2 separate regions of the Sus scrofa genome follow, and region 1 is linked to region 2. The links are chromatin contacts, called in public HiChIP or PLAC-seq maps. All regions are on one chromosome and are shown on one strand. The core of a region is the stretch at or near the end of the contact, and the rest is flanking DNA. Distances in the headings are between cores, read along the strand shown.

Evidence for each region. HiChIP or PLAC-seq counts read pairs in DNA pulled down with a chosen protein or histone mark.
Region 1: an H3K27ac HiChIP or PLAC-seq map of skeletal muscle shows a contact between it and region 2, with 2.7 times the contacts expected there. The contact joins two enhancer-like sites. A contact is called at or near these places in 1 of 47 Hi-C or Micro-C datasets (omental adipose tissue) and 1 of 2 datasets of contacts at active chromatin or transcription factors (skeletal muscle).

Annotation. Positions count from the first base shown.
Region 1 is chr16:34,779,253-34,782,508 of Sscrofa11.1, forward strand. SLC38A9 (sodium-coupled neutral amino acid transporter 9) reads right to left here. Exons shown (of 16, transcript XR_002339779.1): 12 at 1,889-2,002; 13 at 174-322. Among named protein-coding and RNA genes, the nearest start is that of PLPP1, 39 kb to the left of the region's middle. Within about 2 kb of position 1,834, at least 12 of the 83 cell types and tissues checked have an H3K27ac peak or open chromatin away from gene starts, as enhancers often do. A contact at or near this core is called in skeletal muscle, where this site is marked.
Region 2 is chr16:34,607,819-34,611,084 of Sscrofa11.1, forward strand. All of the region lies in intron 4 of PLPP1 (phospholipid phosphatase 1), which reads right to left. Among named protein-coding and RNA genes, the nearest start is that of DHX29, 130 kb to the left of the region's middle. Within about 2 kb of position 1,988, at least 27 of the 83 cell types and tissues checked have an H3K27ac peak or open chromatin away from gene starts, as enhancers often do. A contact at or near this core is called in skeletal muscle, where this site is marked.

The DNA of each region.
Region 1 (3,256 bases), core at 584-3,083, 170 kb after region 2:
TGGCTTCTATTTTTAAAGCTCTTCTGGGAAAAGAACACCAATGATCTATCCTTAGTAACTCTTTTCATTAGGCAAATTTTTATAGCAAAAGGATCAGTCACATTTTAAACTGACCTGTTTGCACAGTCATTTGTTGCTTGGCACATCTTGCTGGTCAAGAGAAGAGCCCTTACCTAGGATAAATGTCACCGAAGATATGGCCCAATAGCTGGACACGAGCCAAGTAGCCTAGGAGTGGGTACACAGTCATCATCTGGAACAGCAGGAATATCCTTGCAATGAAGGACAGGATGTCACTGCTAGGGAAGTTGTCTAAAAAATTCTGATCCAAGAAAGATAATAAAGTAATGTTACAAACCAAATTTAATACATACAAATCTATAAAATTGAATTTTTTTTGCTTATTTTGAACATAGGTTCCATCAAATGGTTTGTATATTGGCGCCCATCCACAAACTGTTAACCTTTATTCTTCAATGAGCTAAGTACATATATTGAAAGCAAATGCCCGGCAACTTAGAGAAATCTGACATTGCCACATTTTCATTCTATTTGACAAACGTATTATTCTGCAATTGATTTGACACTGAAATAACAACAACAAAGAGGATCCTATTTTCCAACACTGGTAGTTTGAGAAGTACTGCTCTATAGGGTTCAAGGATAAATTCGTTTTAGTAAATTTAAATGGCTAATTCCATGCATTTTATTCTTAATAGTTCTCTTGCTTTTCCCTTTCTGAAGCATTGTAACACTTTCAAAGTAAAGAATACAGAATAAGGTAAGAGTATACCTATCATCAAGTATCATCATTATGTATAGTTTATCAATAAATAAAAAAGAACTTATTTCTACTTCCTTTCATGATTCTTTTCTATATTTTCGTTTGGCATCTAAGAAAAAAAAGCTACTCAGGTTTTTTTTTTTTTTTCCTTTCAAATACAAATACCACAGATATTCTTATTCCCAAGCGAGTGGACTTTATATGGGATTGTTCACAGCAGGGGAATTTTCAGCAAACATTTTGCTGCCAAAGAACTTCTGGAATCAAGGAAATCAAGAGCACATTTCAAGCTATCATAACAGCAGTAACTCAAGCCTATTTGTCTTAAAAAGATGAGAACATTATTAACACTATTATGCTGAAATAACCTTCATAATTCATCTGTAATAAATTGCATTATATACTCCACTACAATCCATTAGAGGAATTTCTTCTGACTAGAAAGAAAATCACCTGTGAATGCTATTTTTTTTGTGTGAGAAATTCTTCAGTTACATTAAACTAGAGACTATACTATTCCTAAGTTTATGATCAGTTGAATCAAGGAAAATATATTTATGGCAATCTTGTAGTAAAATAATGTTTCTTTTATTTTTTCTGTCTCTTCCTCTAACAAATAGTCAGTCCTTCGCTTTGCTGCTTGTCACACAGTACCAAAATGAGTGTCAGACCTATTATTAGGGACTGACGGACTAAGACACCAGTTTATTCAGGACATCTCAAGATCTGGACTTTGGAAAATAAGGGAATTGAATATATTCTCTGTGGAAGGCTTATAAATTTAAGACTACTACTAGTAACGATTCTCCACACACACAAAAATACTATGCATATAATAGGAATCATTTACTTGAGTACCGCAAGGTGCGAGAATGCAGTAAGTTTTCTCAGAAAGTCCATTTAAAAATCTGTGGATTATGCATTATACTATTTAATGGGAGAGGAAACTGAAGCTCAGAAAGGAAGCGGAAGGTGCCTAAATTCTCACATGTATGGTAAATAGTAGAGATGGTATTCAAACCCAGGCCTGTATGGCATTACATTTTGCTACTGGATCACACTGCTTATGTAGCAGTCACGCAGAGAAGATGCACAGTGCCTTACCTGCTCTATACAATCTTTGGATAAAGGTGGTGAAGGAAATGAGGCAAAAACCAGGACTCCAATATAGAGATAGGTTAATGTCACCAGCATATAAGCAATGGACAAGTCTCTCACCTATAAAGAGAGAATAAAATTCCCACAATGTTGAATACATTTTTAATAAGTAAGCATGCTTGAATAAGGAAATAATTATCAAGATTTATCTTTTGGTCTCTGGGTGTATCTATATGTGTATGTGTATGTACCTGCTAGGTGTGCAGTCTGTTAGGAGAAAGTTGTTAAAACAAAATTCACATACTTAACAGTTAGCCTGACAGTTTCTTTTTAACTATCCTGGAGTATGTAGACTAAGCTACCTACTGGCAGACTTAGGAAGTTAACATAAGTGGTGATTTAACATGATTGAAATTCTGACTTAATTTCAAAATGTAATTTATTTACCAAATAATAAGATATTTAACTGAAATAAAGCTAAGGGACAAAAAGAAATCAAGAATAGGTGAATTTCCATATGACCTATGGAGTTAAAAATTTTTTTACTTTAGTGAATTAACTTGTTAAATCAAAGCATGCCTAGAACAAATGAGAGAGGTATATATTAAAATATTTTAATAAAGAGGGAAAGCTAAAGAGTACACAGTAAGCAGGTACTAAAGACAAGCTTACTAGACCTAAACAGTAAACAAAAGGAAATCAAAAGACAGCTGTTCAAACAGCTGCACAATGTTATGATTGGAACCAGTAAACAAATGCAGAACATTAAATAAAGTGGACTGCTTTCTTCCACTGCTGTTCCCACCCTCCCTACCTCCCATCCCCCCGCAAAGTTAAGAGCTCCAAGATATTTAATGCAGCCAGCTGTCAGATCCAAACAGAGCAGATCCCACAGCTCATAAATCTGGACTCCATCATCACTAAAGCTATGGCCAAACAATTCAGCACAACTAAATTATGGCAATAAGCCTATTCATTTTTCATTTTAAACACAAATTACTTTGAAGCAAAGAAAACAGATAAGAAAAAAATTATATACAATTTTGCCTTTGTTTGACACTACAATAAGAAAACTAGACATCTGGTATTAGGAAATATTTCTGATTTGGGGGAAAACGTTCCTCCTTAAATGGGCTAAAACAACAGTAGAGTTATAAACCTGAATGTTGATAAATTCACTTAAAAAGCAAATAACAAACAGTGAGAAATCCAAAGGTCAGATCTAAGTTGACAATCAGTTTGAAAACAAAACAGGGACCTTCAAACCCTAAATTAGATGGTGGATAGGCCTATGGAGATATAGGAAGAGAGAGAGACTGATGAAACCTCCAAGGAGGTTTCAAAGCCTTTCCTCTAGTTCATGAAGCTCAAGGA
Region 2 (3,266 bases), core at 738-3,237:
GCACCACAGCTGTGATGCCAAATCCTTAACCCAGTGTGCCACCAGGGAACTTCATAAAGGCAATTTTGTTATTCCTTAGGGCAAGAAGGGCAGAAGGAATCGATTTGCTCAAAATAACTAGGTATTCAAGTTCAGAGAGGAGGGTTGTAGGACGGAGTGCCACCATGCAGGTAGCATAGGCTTTACTGCCAAGTACAGAGAGGCCTCCCGAACACAGAGAACCTAACACTTGTGCACCACTTTATGAAAAGCTTTGTGATAGTTTTATGAGTCAATAAAGAAGACCTGGTCAGAATAAATAGGATTTCCCAGTGGACAGGGCCACATGGAAAAAAAAAATTAGGTGTACGTTTCTCCTTTTGTGTAAAACATAATCCTTTTTTTAAATAAGAAAATTCAGTATCTATGATACTACTTAAGCATTCTTCTATTATTTTTATTATCACTGAAGAGAAAGATATAACCCTTTATTTTTTTTTGCCTAAAGCTTCTGAAAAAGCATTTAGTTTCTTTTTTTTTTTTTTAATTTTTTTTTTTCTTTTTACAGTCTCACCTACAGCATATGGAAGCTCCCAGGCTAGGGGTCGAATCAGAGCTGCAGCTGCTGGCCTATGCCACAGCCACAGCAATGAGGGATCTGAGCTGCGTCTGCGACCCTACACCACAGCTCACGGTGACACTGGATCCTAATCCACTAAGCAAGGCCAGGGATCAAATCCTTATCCTCATGGTCAATATGCTGAGTTCTTAACCCATTGAGCCACAACAGGAACTCCTACAATTTCATTTTTAAAATCTGATGGTTGTACAAGGTATTTTTTGAAGCTGGTTTATTTTGCCTTACCTTGACTGACCTTGTAATACTTAATTACAAAATGCTATTATCTCTTAATACAGGCTCAGCTTGGAGATACTGTGGGTTCAGTTCCAGACCATAGCAATAAAGTGAATACGGCAATAAAATAAGTCGCATGAATCTTCTGGCTTCCCAGTGCATTTACAAGTTATGTTTATACTGTACAGTGTATTAAGTGTACAACAGCATTTTGTCTAAAAAATACATACCTTAAAGAATATTACTAAGAAATGGTAACAGTCATCTGAGCCTTTAGTGAGCTATAATCTTTTTGCAACAGTATCAAAGATCACTGATCACAGATGACCATAACAAGCATAATAATAATGAAAACATCTGAAATACTTTGAGAATTACCAAAATGTGACACGGAGACAAAAAGTGACCAGATGCTGTTGGAAAGACGGCACTGATAGGCTCGCTTTGCTCAAGGTTGCCAAAAACCTTCAATTTGCAAAAAATGTACTATCAGTGAAGCGTGAGAAAGTGAAGCACAATAAAATGAGATAATGCCTGTACTCTATTCTTAAGAGGGTTTTTTCCCCATTTTCAACTAGAGTCAAGGGATCATTTTTACATTTTTAAAGGGTTATCTGAAAAAAAAAAAAAGAATTTGCAACTGAGATTGCACCTACCTGCCTTATAAAACCTAATTATTATTGGACTTATAACAAAAACTCTGCGAATCCCTGAACTAGATTTAACAACAGCATGCTCAACACAAAGAAATACACTTTGGTCTACTTACTTTGAAACATCACTCCTAAGATTAAGCCAGCACACTGTATTGTTCCACCTTCATTTGTTAAGAGACTGGGCCAGGAAAGCACCCTAAGATGGGCCTTGGTTTAATCTAGACTAATTTTGCCATCTTAAGGATTCAGAGTATTCCTATATTTAGATCCCAAATCCCACCTTAAAATTTGCCAAATTCATGTAGTTTATGGATCACTTGCCCAGTCACATCCACACTTTGGGAAACATCTTCATGAAATATCAACAGTATTAGGCAGTGTAGAGTCAATGCCAGATGAAGAAGGCTTGTGCACTTCCTAAGGGAAGTAGGTGCTGCTCAGAGTCTGAGGAAGACCGAGCTGAGGCAGCTATCCAAGCAGGCGGGGTGAGGCCCAGAGAAAGGCATTCTGTGGCAGGGCAGGGAGTCAAGCTGAAACACGGACCCTGAGGGGTACTTGGGTTCCCACTGTAGTAATTTACACAGAAATTTCATAACAGACAGTGACCTAAACAACCCGGGGTTACAGCCTCAATATTACAGTGCCGAGAAAAGTACTTTAGTACATTCCTTACTGTGTTGAAAAAAGGACAGTCTCTTCCTGTGCCTCTTTTCTAAATAATCAAGTAAATCTGGAATCACTAAGCACATTAACTGGCTACGTGCAGAGAAGCCCAGCTCTGGGTGCCTGCCAGCCTAAGCTGTCTCCACAGGTCCAACGTGAGGTGCTGTAAATGTGCAGGGCTCCGCTACCTGCTGGAGGAGAACAATGGTCTGGGTATTTTAACAGATATTTTTAACTAGGAGTTAACTTCTGGATGTCAGAATTCTTGACAGGGAAGTTCTGGCTATCAGAGACCATCCTCAGAAGATTTAAATGACTCTACATCTCCACCCAAATCTGAAACTGACCCGTGATGCCAAGATGCCTAGGGGAATGAGATGAGTCACTGCCTAAGGAATTTGGTGGGGGGGGGGTACCTAGGTGTTGCATATAAATACGAAAGCTGGAAAGCAAGGAGACATCTGTGTATTCAGAGGCTGAAATAAAAGCTGGAGTTTACATTCACCTCAAGTAAATATTTGCACTGCTCAGAGTCAGTGAAACGCAATGCATGGCTGCTTTGGCCGACTTGCTTCTCCAAAAAGGCCTTGATCTGTGACAGACCTATTTATCTGAACTTTTTTTTGTTTTGTTTTGCATTATTCCTTTACATCTAAATGGCTCATACTGAACCAAACTACCATTGAGGTAATATGCTCTCTGCTTATATCCCCAGTTTGTCTCATTTGCTCCTGAATGTCCACAGAGCAGGCTAACCACTGAGGCCCTCTACATGTTAATTTGATACTTCACAAAAGAGTTCAGTGAAACTCTATTTGAGCGAATATACAGCTGTTTTTAAAAGGTTCAAGGGAGCAAAGAAAAAGAGCAACAAAAATTAGAAGGCATGGAGTAGGACACATCTGAGAATATCCTTTGAAAATGAAAACAGTAGGACTTCCCCGGTGGCTTAGCGGGTTAAGGATCCAGCATTGTCACTGGATTGGATCCCTGGACAGGGAACTTCAGCGTGCCGCAAGTGTGGCCAAAAAAAAAAAAAAAAGAAACAGTGAGTTGAAGTTCTCTGTCACCATTTTACTTTCAGAGATCTGTATCACCTGACCTCCAAAATA